Linked DNA regions of Gossypium hirsutum: region 2 is linked to region 1. A link is a contact called in public Hi-C data. All regions are on one chromosome and are shown on one strand. Each heading gives the region's core, a stretch centred on a gene start, on an enhancer-like site or on the middle of the called end of the contact. The rest is flanking DNA. Distances are from core to core; before and after follow the strand shown.

Region 1 (7,739 bases), core at 3,383-5,882:
ATACTTTTAGACATTCAGTCATTTAATTTTAATTTTCCCAAAAACTGAAAATGAAATAAATATGTGTATCGGCCCATAAGCAATATTGTGTCAAGCCTAGAGGATTTTCCAAATTCAAACCAGCCTAGCCTGAATTGCTTTTTATTAATAAAAAATTGTTTAGATTTAACATAAAATTATTTAGATATTAATACAAAAAATATTTTTAATATATTTTTAACATTGAAACAGGCTGCCCGGCTGAGCTTGGATAAGAGGTACAAAAAATGTTTCAGGCAGCACCTAGCCCTTTGACAAACTCTAAGAAATAAACAAAAGGGGAGGAGTTTATTCATAGAGGCTACCCTCCCTTTGCATTGTTTCTTCCTCTGATGTAGGATTAAATTAAAGCTTGAAATGCAAAAGGAAGAAAGGAAAGGCTTATTTATAAGTTCAACTTCTCCTCCCACCAATGTGAGATTAAAATAAAAGTGTCATGAAGAAAACTATTCATTTTCCTTTTGATCCTAAACTTATCAAAACTCCAATTCTAAGAACATAGAAGATTATTACAAAATCATCATAATAGAAACATATGGAGCATGCATAGTCTACGTTGTACATACTTAACAATGATAAAATCTTAAATTCTGATTTGATTAGAAGATATAATTGTTGGGAGTACTGATAACCATGTCTCAAATACCAATTATAAAAGAATTAAAAAGTATTAAACATAACTAGTTAATTTAAAGAGTAAACTACACCATTAGTTATAAAACTATGGGTAAGTTTTCATTTTGATTACTTAACTAAAAGATTTTCATTTTGATTACTTAACTAAAAGAAGTTGCAATCTTGTCACTGAATTATTCAAAAGTTTTCATTTAAGACTGGACTATTAAATCGGTGTTTTATGACTTTCTATGTTCGCATTGCCTACAACAATCAAAAGCTCTCTTTCCCTTTTTCTTCTACAATTCAATTTTTTTTCATGAACATCCAAGTCTGCAAAGCAACATTCAAACAATTTTTTTCTCTAATCTTCGACACTAACCATCATATCAACTTAGATCTAAGATATGTTATTTTACTCATTGATGGGTATTAGTCAACCGTACTGACCATCGAATTGTCGCTTGGAGCTCACTGGTAGAACTTTTATTTTCAAAAAAATATTTAGCCCAATGACTAAAATAAAAACTTCTAAATAATTAAATAACCAAATTGTAACAATTTCAAGTTAAGTGACCAAAACAAAAATTTACTCAGTTTAGTGACTAATAGTGTAATTTACCCCAATTTAAATTTACAATTAATTTATTATTATATTTCATTTTGGGCAAGCATTTTTAAATTTTATATTTCATTACAAATATAATTTAGTTTTATTAGCATGTTATTATCAAATTCAAGATCTAGCTCACTTGGTAAAGTCCTTAGTAGTTTACCTTGTAAGACAAGGTTCAACTTTTACCACGAGCATAATTTTGTATTTAGAGGATTCGGTTATCCAAATCTGCAATGCCATTGCCATGGAATGGTTGCTTTTGACAACAGCCATGTTTGACAAAATTTTCAGTTGATTTTAAAAGGGAAGAAAAAGCAATAGACTATTATACCCTTTATACCTCAATGAAAGGCTGCATGAATAAGGTAATGCATTTTTTATATATGAAGATAGTCCACCTAGGTGTTTGCCTCAAGGCACTTTCGCCTCAGCTGAGCCACTAGGCCAGGTTCTAAAGTCAATCACCTATTTACAGCCTGACCAGAGCACCTAAAAGTGCACCAAGCAATATTAAGAAGATATTCACAAGCTCTCATTTTCTTAGGTTTCCTCTCTTGCTATATCAGAGGGGGAGAAAGTAAACAAGAGTTTATATTAACTAAATATTTTTGGATGAAATTATCAAAATAAATGAACAACCAATTGCAAACAAAGATTCCCTGGTGATTAAATAAAGTCAGTAACTTAACCAATCAAATATCAGCTCTGTTTCTATAGTTTAGCCTTTCCAATAATCCCATTCTAATTTGTGTTGAAATAGATAACTATTTAACCCCCTCCTTGCAGCAAGGAGAAGGAACGCTGATTCAGTTACTCACATATTGATGGCACAAAAATTACTTCAAATTTCACTTCTTTGACGTAGATATAAATATCAACGGGTTCTACAATTAGATGATTTGCTGGCTTTCTTTCATACTCTAAGATCAGTAGAGACATTGATTACTGGTTTTCCAAATTTTGGAATGGTTCCAGGATACTTTTACACTTCTACACTAACCAACCGAGAACTAACAAAATAATATATTGCAAGCATGCATGCCCAAAAGACAGTTTGTGATTTGAAAGGAAAATTTACTTGACTTCGAAACTGAACATACCGATCTGACATATGGTTGCTGGAATAGCCAACCAAGAATTGGTATCCTCTGCAGAAACACTGCCAGTGTTGGCCAAAAACCACTGCAAGAAAGGTGGATGTTAAATGTGTAGATAAAAATGTTAAGCATTTGTATTAAATCAAGGTAATGAAAATTTCATATAGACCTGAAGAGTACAACGAATCCATATGTCTCCAATATCATGCCAAATATGGGCCATCCAACGACAACAAAAAAGAAGCCAACACCAAAAGAAATTGTTCCCTGTATTTAGCATCAACATATCATAAAGAAAACGAAAGATGCATTTATAATGTCAGTGTTTAGGCATGTGAGTTTTTGTGTGAGTGAGTGTGGAGAATAAATAAAACCTTAAAATTTTGAGGTTTCATAAAAAATTGCATGGTGGACTTCAGACCAATGGTTAAGGTCACTCCTGATATGAAAAGGATCTGATTAACAGAAAAAAGAAGGTAGTGTCAATCAAGTATGATTCAACAGGGAAAATGAAAATAATTGTACAAAGAGGACAAAAAGATAATAAAAGTTAGCTTACATTTCCCATGGCAAGCAATCCCTTGTCGAAAAAGAAGATAATTCCCAGAAATGAGAAAAATATGCCAAATCCCGTTAATCCCAGCCCAATTTCTGTTTTTCCCAGTAAATATGAAAGTTAAACCGAATAATAAGTGCATATAAGGTTTCCCTTTTTTTGTCAAAATAATGATGACAAACGAAGTCATATGTCCCCAATAGCTAAGTTCATGTGAATCAAACGCTAGAGAGTAGGAACATACTCCTACTCACCTCCAATCAATATCAATGACAACAATCCATGTAACAGAACAAACAATTGGCTCAGATCACAGGTTTAGACCTAAACTAAAAAGATTAGATTCTAGCAAAAATAAGAGTTAACAAAATTGTCCATATCACATATAGCTAAGGTGTTGGTAAAAGTCTTATCACCAAATAATCTAATAAATTATTTACATATTGTAAGATATTCTGCAATACTCCTATGAAATTGCAATAACCCTAAACTGTTTCAATTAGCATTTGTAAACAAAATCCACATGTAAGAGGGTTCGTCATTTTGTTCAACTTAAACAACACCATCATAAGCAACTCCAAGAAGGTATGGTGCACACGCTTCACCAAGCATAAATGCATGCATAAATAAATTTAACAATGAGAACTACATCCTATTGAACTACCCTATTTTGAACTTTGAATAATAAGGGGTGTACATATCAATTAGAAATCCTTCACCATCTACGCACATCAAATGTGATCAACGGAGCTCCACTAGTAAATCATTTTGGAGTTTGATCAATTTATTAGAATTACCAGTTAATATATGTTTCTTAATAAAGCAGCATAACTTACCAAACAACTCCGAATAGCTTACTAAAATATTTGTTTGGATAGTAAATAATAAAAAATATTCTTTCTAAGGAAATATATTCGACTGACTTTGCCAAACATAATTTAACGTCTGATATAAATTAGCACATCAAATCATTCCCAAATTGCCTCAACGTAAAATAACATGGACACTTCAAAGACTTTCCTAACTTAGCAGCAGTTACAAAATTTTACTAACATGCATAATAATAAATAAAAATCCCAAGATAAACGATGAACCAAGCCTAGAGATCTGAATTTCACAAAAGTTTCTAGGGATTGCACAATGCATATTTCAAGCATCAAACCTCCATCGGAAAAAAAAATAGTGTATCACACCGAACAGAAGTTTCACAAAATCACAGATTCATAGATGCGTTAATTGAATGAAAAGAAGCAAAGAAAGCACAGAAAATGGAACATAAAAGCTCACTTTTTCGATCGTTCATTTCAAAGGAAACCATTTTGCTGATTCTTCAGATACCTGTTACTTTCAAAAAGCAAAACAAATAAGAAACGGAATCATGTGAGAGAATCAGGGGAAAAAAAAAGGAGAAAACAGAATTTAATAATTAAATACAGATCTAATAGTGTATAGACTCCACATAAAAAAGAAGAAAAACAAATCTAAAATCCAAAATCCCGTTTGTTTACAGAGAGGAAAAAAAGTAATTTCTCGGTAATCAAACAGAGAAAGAAAAGAAACAACTACCTGAAAGTGATTGAGAAATTCAGAAATGGGAAGTGAGCGAGCGAAAGAGGGGGCCGCGAGGAAATGTAAATAAAACGAAGTTGAAAAAAAAAACTTGAGATAACAAAAATATATAAAATTTTAAAATTTTTTTATTTAACATCTGTGTTTACATGAGATGTAACTGAAATGACATAAAACTCCTCATCATCAACTTATATTTTCCAAAAGCAGTCCATCAAAAGAGGCAATGTAAAGTTTATGTGACTTTTTAAAAAATACTTTTGAGAAATAAAATATTCATTTTAGACATAATATTATCAAGTAACAAATATGTATTTAAATAATATTTAAATTAGTTAATATTATTAAATTTTAGTAATAATATAAAAAAATTATTATAATTTATTGTTAATATTTTAATATATAAAATATAAATTGTAAATATTTTTAATTAGTAAATATTAATTATTTATAAAATTTAATTAGAATATATAAACTATACTTTAAATATTTAAATATAACCATTAAATATTTGTAATTAATATTTTAAAAAATATTTTTTTATTTTTAAGTAATGATTTTAACATAATTGTAATTAAGCGACAAGAAAAAAAAAAGAAAAATACTATGTTATTGGAGGGGTGAAAAAATAATTAAGTACCAAAAGTATTTTTGGGAGAGAAAAAGCTAAAATTTTTAACTTTTCCTTTTCAGGAGTGCTTCTGAAAAGCTAAAAATTTCGGCTAAAAACAACTTGTTCTTCACAGCTTTTCTTTCAAAAGTGCTTTTGAAATCAGAAATGTTTTTTTTAAACAATGAAGAATTGGTATTGCTAAAAAATGCACATTCTGGTATTAAAATATTGTAACTAAATATTATATATTATATTTATGAACTGAGTTAATTGAAATTATATAATATATTAATTTCATTAATTGACAACCGGAATCCCAATTAACCTTAATAATCAAGACAATGAAAACTTAGAAAAAGCGTGGATTAATTCAGATTGGACCGACTTTGGGTAAGTCCTAGTAAAAGTATCTCCTCCGTCTGGTGGTGGATCTTCTCAAAGTCCGCTTGATGAGTCCTTAGTTTAGAACAAGGTAGCTGCTAGTGCCTCCAATCTATTAATTATGATATCATTTATAATTAACCTCTCATTGTTGAGTCCAGAAATACCCATTACTGTGCTGCTATCTGATATTACAACATTTCTCCTCTATAAAACGTCTCGTGTTTTTTGTTGCTTACTCTCCTTTTTAGCCAAGCCTGTAAGGACTGATTTTCTATCAAATTAATTAATATATAGTCGTCAACACCAATCTGCATTATGTTTTCGACACTGAAAAGCATTGCGGTGTCGGCGAGGGAAGCATCATCAATGGCTTTGTAGTTCCATTAAAAGAGAACCACAAACTGTTGTTGACGAGAGTGCTTCTCCCACAGCACAACACCAGAAGCTTGCAAGTTCAGCATAAGCAGCTGGCTTATTGCATTTCTCAGTTTGTACTTGGGGAAGTGGTGGTTAGGGAGATTCTAAGATATTGGCCAGTTACCAATTGTCAAAAAGAAATTATAGTTATAGGAGAACTGGATGAGGTGGTGGAGAATAGGGATCCAGATCAGGCCATTCTGCACCCAAATAACAAGGCCATGGATCCAACTCTATACTACAGGTGCCTTACAGAAATGGGTCATCGGGAATCAGAAGAAATTAAGAGGAAACAGAAATAGTGACAATTTATGCACATCAATAATAAGCTCTTCCATTCAACAATATATGCATGTCTTGTTCTCATTGAACTGAAGTGCAAGGCGTCGTATTTTGTGCTGCCACTAACTTCAGCAATTAGAAAACATGAAACCTTAGTGACGACAACTAAGAAAGTGGCTATGAATTATGAAACTCGTGACTTTGATGGAATAGAATGCCAAGATTCTGGGAGTGTTCAAATTCAAAAGTTAAAAAGGAAAATGAGGGGACTGTCGGGTTTGTTGTGATGGGGCAACAACCAAACAATTCTATGACCAGTCCACTAACGAGCACTTTTCTTTGGGCTCACAAAAGTCGTGTTGGGTCGCCAATAGTCTGTTTCTAAATCCAAAATTGACTTTAATACAAGCCATGGTTGATGTTTTGGGATATTCGGGTATATCAATATCAATAATAAAAGGAAACAAATCCTGAAGAAATTTTATATGAGTTAATATCAAAAATAGATTATGGTAGTAACGATGAATATATATTTATGTTTAATATAGGAAACAGTTCTAATAATCAATTAGAAAAAATTCCGAATCTTGAAAAATAGGATATTAAATTAGGAAATTTAATCGGAGAAGAAAAAGATTTTTCTGATGAAATGATAAAAAAGATTAATAAAAATCATATTTCTAAAAAAGAAATATATAAGATCTCTAAGTTCAAAATATGAACTCAGAGACATATAGAAAAAATTAGCGGTAACACAGTCGCTAAACATACAAGAGGATGATTAATAGAAATCCCTCTCTTTACTAAAGAAAAAATCAAAAGGATCAAAAAGAAATATCCTCAAATTAGATATATTCATTTAGGTATAATCATGATTACTATTAAAGCTTTATTTAGAAGAGGTCATGATATTCCTATTATAGCTGTCCTTTTAGATAAAAGATTTGAAAATCCAATAAAAGCACTTATTGGAGGTATTCAGTCTAATTTACATATAGGCGTAATAGGATTTAAAGTTAAACCAAATTACTTTATTTCTATTACAGATCCTCTAATAGAAGAGTGTCTTTGCCTTAGAATTCAGACAAAAAATTCTGATATTAATGATTTGGCAGAAGATCTAGCAATCAGCTGGACTTCCATTACTGAATATACAAATACTGCTGAAGTAGAAATAAAAGAGATTAATAATAAAATTATTGAACTCTTTGAACCAAACAGGTTCACTACTGAAATTCAGCCAAAATTATTAGATTTAAGAGATCTGTCAATTCCAATAGATTGGATGATGGAAAAAATTAATAGTTTTAGTACTTCTAAACCAGTTAGTACTATAGAATATATGTCATCAGGCAATAAATTGTATTTTAAAAACAATTGTATAACAAATACAAATGAAAATTTAGTTTTACCCTCTAGTTCTCAACCAGATGAAGAAGAGGATAATATTAGTACAAACAGTACACCAATAGGAATTAAAACTGTTCAAATTCCTATATTTCCTACTGATCCTAGTAATAATTCTAGAAAAACTAGAATGGAAGAAATTCA
Region 2 (7,739 bases), core at 3,693-6,192, 120 kb before region 1:
GAATGGTAATGTTAAATATTTAAAATTCATCGTGTTATGGTTTTATATCTTACCATGTTTGAGTTTTATTGGTTTTATCTAAAAATAGAAAAATAAAAATAAAAATAATCTCATAATAATTTAACTTATTTTGTATATAGAAGTATATTTTTTTGGGTACAAGTATATATAAGTATATTTTATTAATTCTTTAACTAAGTTAGTACGCAGTTGACTTGGTAAAAGCACCACAAATCCCATGTACCATATCTTGGATTGCATTTTAGCTCCTCTATTGAAAAAATGAGAAAATTAGTCTCTATACATTAGATGAGTGAGCAAAACAATCTCTCTATTAAAATTGCATCGTTAAATGTTTGTTTTGATGTTTATATATAAGATATAATAACAAATTTAGACCTCAATCTTTACACATTTATTTAATTTGACCCTACTCTTTTATTGGAAGTAAATTAGAAAATTTTTAAACTAATAAGGCTAAAGGTTAAAAACGCCTTTAGTAATAAATTTTAAAAAAAATCAATCCAGTCCTTTTAAAATTTAAAAATCATAAAAATCATAAACAAAATTTATAAAAAATTATAAAATTATAATTTTTTTATTAAAAATAACAATATCGACCCAATAAAAGCAAGGGTGAAGCCAATTTTTTTTTATTTGGGGGGAATTAATTTGTATATTTTTACGATCGTGACCGCCTCCAAATGTGCAAACATTTAGAGTAAAAAAAATAAATATATATAATTAAGTGAGGTATCTACAAGCGATCAAGTCAAATTGTAATATAGAAGTGTTACAATGGAACACTGATAAGTATTTCGATGATCGTACCCAAAGGATTGCAGATTGGAGAAATTTATTATTAAATTAATTACAGAAAATAATTACTAACCTAATTGAGTTACGAATTAGTAGTGTGGATCCAAATTAAATTATTAATTAAACTAATTATCTAATTAAGCCATTAATTATCCTTAATTATCATTAAACCCATCGAGTCTCATCTTTACTAAGGATTACCACTTAAGTCACCCTTCCGGTCTCTTCCTAGGCATATGGTTCTTCATCAGGTCTTACTGCTTGGCATAAGTTTATACTTGATAGGATACTCTTCCTGTCTCACCTGTCTAGATATTCTATTAGGGGCATCACTTCCTAATATTCTAAGTACTCTTGAATAAACACTAACTCAATTAATTAATCAGTTCCATAACCGAAACATGTCAGATATGAAAAAAGCACAAGAATTTATACTAATATTCATACAATAGTTAATTGATCAGCTTAATGAAGTATAAATAAAAGAAATTTCTCATGAATAAATATATAAGCGTGGTTCCGAAGCAATCTCCGCTTGCAATAGTCTTCACATCGGAGTAGAAAAGATTCTGACTATAGAAACATAAAAAGAAAACTAAAACTGAAAACTAAAGAAAACAGTTTTGCCACGTCCAACCCCCTCTAATGAGGTTATAAAATTGTTTATATAGGCAAACATTAAGGTGCTAGGTGCCGAAAATACCCTTGGAGTGATTAGGGTTTCATTAAGGAAAATAACCCTAAATGGTTGTCCAAAATTCAGCTGAATATTTCCAAGTTTTGTCGTGTCGTCCTGACGTTAGGAAAGCCCTCTTCGCAACTTCACTGTCAAGATACGATTAAATCTTCTCATAGTTTTTCGCTTTGTTGTGAAGAGGGAGAAACCCCGATCATGACACATGGTGGTTTTTAGCTCTAGCAACTTGAAAGTTCTGTGTTGCGACATGGACCCCCTTGTGTTGCGACACGATTGTTGTCCCTTGTGCTTCTTGACTTGAAATGGCACCCTACACACTTAAATAGCCTATTAGTCGTTCCCAAAGCTTGAGTTGGCCCAACGGATCGTCAAAACACTAAAAATTGTGTAAAAATACTTATTTTGCGATAATTTAATGATAAGCTAATAAAACCGAAAATGCAATAAAAGAAGATAAAATGCCTAGAAAATAAGCTCGTTAAGTGCTAAAAAGTACTTAAATTGCCATTACGATTTGTGACAGGTCAATAGTAAAAATGCAATATCACTATGTTAATAGCATATATCTTTATAATTTTTAAAAGACTAAATCAAATTTTTATTATTTTGGAGAGAGCCAAAGTACAATTTTATCAATACTAATTTAAAATTTTATAAATTATAAAAGGGATAAAAAAATAAAATTTTTATTTTAGGGGCAAAGGCTCTGCACATCCTAGTTTCCCGTGAATAAAAGAATAGGGATTAAATTTTGTTTAAAATCTTATATAAGCATTAGATTTGAATGGGTTTAAAATATAAAATTTAAGGGTTAGAATTTAACTTCAAATTCGAACTCTATGTTAAAAGTCATCTAATTAATTAAAAATAATGAATATATATCAGAAAGAAAGAAAAGAGTAGAACAATGAGGGCCAGCGCAGGCTCTTGTTGGACTTGGCATGGCAATTGCCCACCGACAGTTTTTTATTTAAAATTCCGTACAACCCCAACAACACAATCGACATAACCAAAGCAACCAGCTTTTTAGTACTATTTTCAATTAAATAAAAAAATTTTAATGGTATTATTGACGATTGAAATTTGAAATGTTAAAAAAATGTTTTTATCATTAAATATTTAAGGATAAATTGATTTGGAAACAAGTTTAGTCATGTGCATTTTATTAATTTGATTCTAAATCTAAAAATTTAACAAATTTGACACTTATTATTTACGGAATTGCAATTTAATTTTACTTCTAAAAAAATTAAAAAACTCTAATCCTAAACATTTACAAAATTTGTGAATTTGAATAAAACTTCATTCTTCTAGTAAAATTGTTTTGAATCTGAAAACAAATATATCAAATGACAATGACGCAATTACTTTTCGGGTTTTTACGGGCTGTCAGGTTGGAGCATATTATTTCTTTTAAATACTTTAATTACAAATATGTTTTGATATTATACATTTTTAAAAACATAATAGAATAATTTAGTTTAATGGTTATATTTTATTTTTAGATGCACTAAAAAAATAAAACTTATTTAAAATATCAAAATCTTATGCTGACAGTATCAAAATATATGCATCGATATTGAATTAATGCATTAAAACACATTAAAATTTTGAGTGAAACAAAACTTGAGATATTAGATACGGATGCAAAATAGAAATAGATGTCTCTTTTCAAACCTCTAGTTTTACAATTGCTAGCTAGTTGTTATGCTTATTAGTGAAAGCAGTTGAAATTGGCTCCAAAATTGTGAAGTTCTTCAGTTGACGGCTCAGCACTTGCAATTTCCATCATATCTAATTCAATTTTTCATGTGATCTAAAAGGTTTAACTTCTCACACTTTCATTTTTTTTTCTCCAAGTAATCAACTTAAGCTTCTCTTTTACAACTTTTCACTGTATTTTCCTTTTTCTTGTCTTTGGGTTTCATTTTCACTCATTCTTTATATTTGCTAGATTCATGAGTTATTTAATACTTTTTTATATGATATCAGAACCTCTTGCCTGACGTTTGGCTCTGTTGGTATAGACGTCCATAATGGCCACCCACACAGTGAATAATCATTACCATTTTTTCCGCTAAGTAGATTGCCATGTTTCTGATAATTGTCTTGCCCTTCCTCCTATGGTGAGTAATAAAACTAATGCGTTCAAGTAGGTGTTTGCAAGCCACATCCAAGAATTCAAAGTTGGTTTAAATGGTTCTTAATATATTGCAACAAGGAAGTTTTTGTCAAATCGATCTTGTAGGCATAACCCACTTATGTAAAGAAGTGTGTTCTTACTCCCTAATTCGGTTACTAATGCAGTAATTGTTATTTGTAGATTTTGGTGGGTAGAGAAAAACGAAGACCGTGAGTGGAGAATGTTAGCTCAAGACACAGTTAGAATGCCGAAAGGTATGAGAGCCTTAGCTTTCGAGATGTATGGCTCTTTGACCTTACTCTCTTAGAAAAACAAATGTGGACACTACTACTTCATAATAAGCATACCTTGTATTCTAACCTAAGAGAGTGGAGAAGCCTTTAGTCGTTTGGACTAATATATTGTCGGCTTTGAATGCTTTGTCTCGTCTAATCTTTTGAGAAAATAATATGTTTCACAAAGTTATTTTGGAAAAGTTTGATAATGTTTACCATTGCTATTAAATAATATATTTTGAGAAAATAAAATGTCTATTATAGACATGATGTTGTAAAGTAAAAAATTATACATTTAAATTATATTTAATTTCATTAATATTATTATGAAACATATAAACTTAAATAATAATAAAATATTAAAATAATTTATTAAATAATTAAATTTTGATATATAGAATGCATAGAATATATAAATTAGTTAGTATTATGAAATAATTAAGATTAAATTATGATAAATATTATAATTACTCAAAGGACTAGTACATACTTTATTAAGATAGGTTATAGTTGATTTTTATTACGGTCTGATAAATTTGTATCATATGGATTATTGCAAAAATCTATTAGTAAATCGAAGAATCTGTCAAAATAATCAAACTCTTTGAGAGGAGGCTTAGACACGAGTTCATTCCAACAACGGTAGGGATCACCTCTACTCCAATGTCTAATGACCATAGGTGTCAGCGGTGTGGTGCTCCTAGTGAGATTATGGTGAATGCACTTAGGGATTGCCCTCGAGAGACTTTGCAACTTGGAGGTATTAATAATGATTTGTTATTGTCTAATGTTTCCAAGTGCATTGACTGGATGGAGTGAACTTTGTGCATCATGGATCATGAAGCTTTTACGAGCTTCTTGATCTACGGCAACTTTGGAATGTGCGCAATGCGGAAGTGATGCTTGGCCTAGAACATCAAGGGGCTTGCAATCTGAATGTCGTATCCATAATTTGAGCAGACACAGTCTCTTGCCTCATAGACGGTGACTTGTTGGATGGAGAGTGCAAAAGGAATCAGCACTAAACATAAAATTTCACCAACTCACTCAGGTACATGTTTTCAACCTTCTCATATAATGCAAATCTCATCTTCAATTTGTTTTTCTAACGCGGTAGTGAAAATGTGGTTAACAACTCCCAATCACCCCACCGACCACGAAAGAAAAAAATCCAATGCAAAGGAATAAATTATAGGACAAAGTTGTAGGGCAAGCCTTGACAGTTCATTGATTGGAAAAATATAGTTAATTGAGTCGGGGAAACCGTACTATGCCCCATCACGGACAGAATTGTTGAGTAATTATTAATTTGGAAAACAAAGGCAACAATTCATTGTTTGAAAATGGCCCACAAATGTGTAAATGTTGACATAGAAATGGTATCATTAATTAGGGGAAGTGTGGTCAGTCTAGGATAAAGTCAGGAAGAAGGTGGTGCCCTCCACTTGGGGTTATGGAGGCTGTGAAAGTCTGCTCAGAAATCAGCATGCTTTTCTGGATTTTCTCACAGATATGGTTAACAGTTCTATTACTATAAGCGTTGAAGTCAAAGTGAATTTAATTCCATCCCCCTTTTAATTGGCATATTGAATTATTTGGCCCTTTAACTTTACAAAATTTTATTTTAGTCCATTTTATTTTTTCTCTTTTTTAGCCCTTTAACTTGCATTGTTTGTTAAATTATCACAAAATAAATGGAAAAGTTGCATCCACATGTATGCCACATAAACAATTAATTATTTTTTAAAATATTAAAAATACTTTTTGGTATTTTTATAATTTTTAATAATTTTAATGATTTTTAATGATTTTTAATTATAATTTATTTTTAAATTTAAAAAATTAATTAATTACTGATGTGGCATCCATGTGTATACCACATTAACAAAATTAACAAAAATTAATTTTTCAATTTATTTTAGGATGATTTGACAAATAACACTAGTTCAAGGGATAAAAAAATACGAAAAATTAAATGAAGTACTAAAATAATTTTTTTTCTAAAGCTAGAGTGCCAAATAACTTTTAATTTTTATTTCGGTATTAAATATTTGGGATATGGCAATTTGAATGCTCCACAGATTCGGTATTAAAAAAGCCAAAAATTATATTTGGTGTTTTAAAATTTATGGATTACTTTTATTTCTTTTTACTTGAAAATAAATGCAAAATTATATTTTATGCCTTCAAATATTTTCAATATAGTTATAAAATCTACAGTTGATAAGACTTTTAATTATTCAGCATGTATCATTAACTTAATTTTCTCTACTTTTTTCAATCAATTAAATGAATATATTTATCTTAATTATTTTATTAATATTTTTCACTCTATGTCTGGTCATAATGAAGAAAAAACACACACTATTACAATGTTTAATACAAATTAGGCATTACTTGTTTTTCTTTTTTAATTAAATGCATATATACATTTTTTACAATGATGTTTACAAATTAGTTTATTTATGGGTAGATAAATATTCTGCCAATAGATTGCAACATGAATACCTTAAATTTTATCTGGTTATTAGAAAAAACTTATTTAACACACATGTATTAACATGAGAAAAAGTTAGTGTACTAATTTAAGCAATAAATAGCTCATAATGTCATTTTTTCCCATATAAGAAAAAAAAAACCCAATAAATCATTTTTTTCGTCCAATTAGATCACTATGGAGTTTCTAGCATTTGAGACGTTCATATCCCCAAACAAGTGTAAGAAAAAAAATCATATCTCGTATTACAAATAAAAAAAAATTTCATGTTGACAGTGTGCCTACCCCATTAGAAAAGGAAAAGGAAATTGAACTATGATGTTTTCAGCTAGTGGTGATTATGGGCTGGGCCAGGCCCAAACAAAATTTTAGCTCCGTTTTTTAAGTCTAGGCCCTGCTCGGCCCGAAATATGAGCCTAAAAATTTGTCCAATCCCAGTCCGAAAGAAAATTGCTAAGCCCGAGCCCGGCCCGGCCCATTTTAAATATATATATTTAATATATATTTCATTAAAAATAAAAAGCATATATATTTAATATATAATTTGGACCGGGCCGGACAAAAAAGTTTTACTCGAGGCCCGACCCGTTTTCTAAACGGGCCTTATTTTTTTGTCCAAACCCATATTTCGGACCTATATTTTTACCCGAACCCTCCCATTTTTTGGGTGGAGCGTTGGACCGGACCGGGCCAAGTAGCTCAACCCATGATCACCTCTACTTAAAACTCGAGAGAATGAGAATTTTGAACCAATATTAAAGTGGGAAGTAAAGAAATCTCACACAAACTATAAATTCATAATTTATATTTTCTTAAAAAAATTATAAGAGTGGAACCACAATTATACCCATAAATACATATCCCAATAATTATAATCATAATAAAATTAATACAAAGTATAATAAGACTGAAACTAAAATTATTTATTCCTAGATCAGAATAAATTTGGATAGTGCCCATACATGATAAAATTTAAATTAGGAAAATATTAATTGAAAATTCACATATAATTTACACAAAATAGATTAAAAATAGCCATAGTTATAAAAATATAAATGCATGATAAACCCAAATAGGGGTGAGCGTTCGATCGAATCGAATTGAATCGAATAAAAAAATTTTGAGTTAATCGAGTTGACGAATCATATTTTATCATCCTAATTTGATTTGAAATTTTCTCGAATCGAGTCGAGTGAGATGGAATTCGAATCGAATCAAATCGAATATATCTGTTCGAGTTAAATTTTAAAAAATAATTTTGGGTCCTTGTAACCACTGTCACCCATCGTAGTAAAATTTGTCCACTTT

Evidence for each region. A called contact is a pair of places that touch in the nucleus more often than the background predicts.
Region 2: a Hi-C map of petal shows a contact between it and region 1, with 4 times the contacts expected there. The contact joins the enhancer-like site here to the promoter of LOC107893554 in region 1. A contact is called at or near these places in 9 of 34 Hi-C or Micro-C datasets (callus, leaf, petal and 1 more).

The regions. Positions count from the first base shown.
Region 1 is chrD13:43,764,043-43,771,781 of Gossypium_hirsutum_v2.1, reverse strand. It overlaps LOC107893554 (vesicle transport protein GOT1), which reads right to left and starts at 4,632. Exons shown (of 7, transcript XM_016818584.2): 1 at 4,490-4,632; 2 at 4,211-4,261; 3 at 2,927-3,018; 4 at 2,742-2,822; 5 at 2,537-2,634; 6 at 2,371-2,452. The coding sequence starts at 4,241.
Region 2 is chrD13:43,885,479-43,893,217 of Gossypium_hirsutum_v2.1, reverse strand. No RefSeq gene overlaps it. Among protein-coding and RNA genes, the nearest start is that of LOC121226073, 56 kb to the right of the region's middle. Within about 2 kb of position 4,942, at least 3 of the 9 cell types and tissues checked have an H3K27ac peak or open chromatin away from gene starts, as enhancers often do. A contact at or near this core is called in leaf, where this site is marked.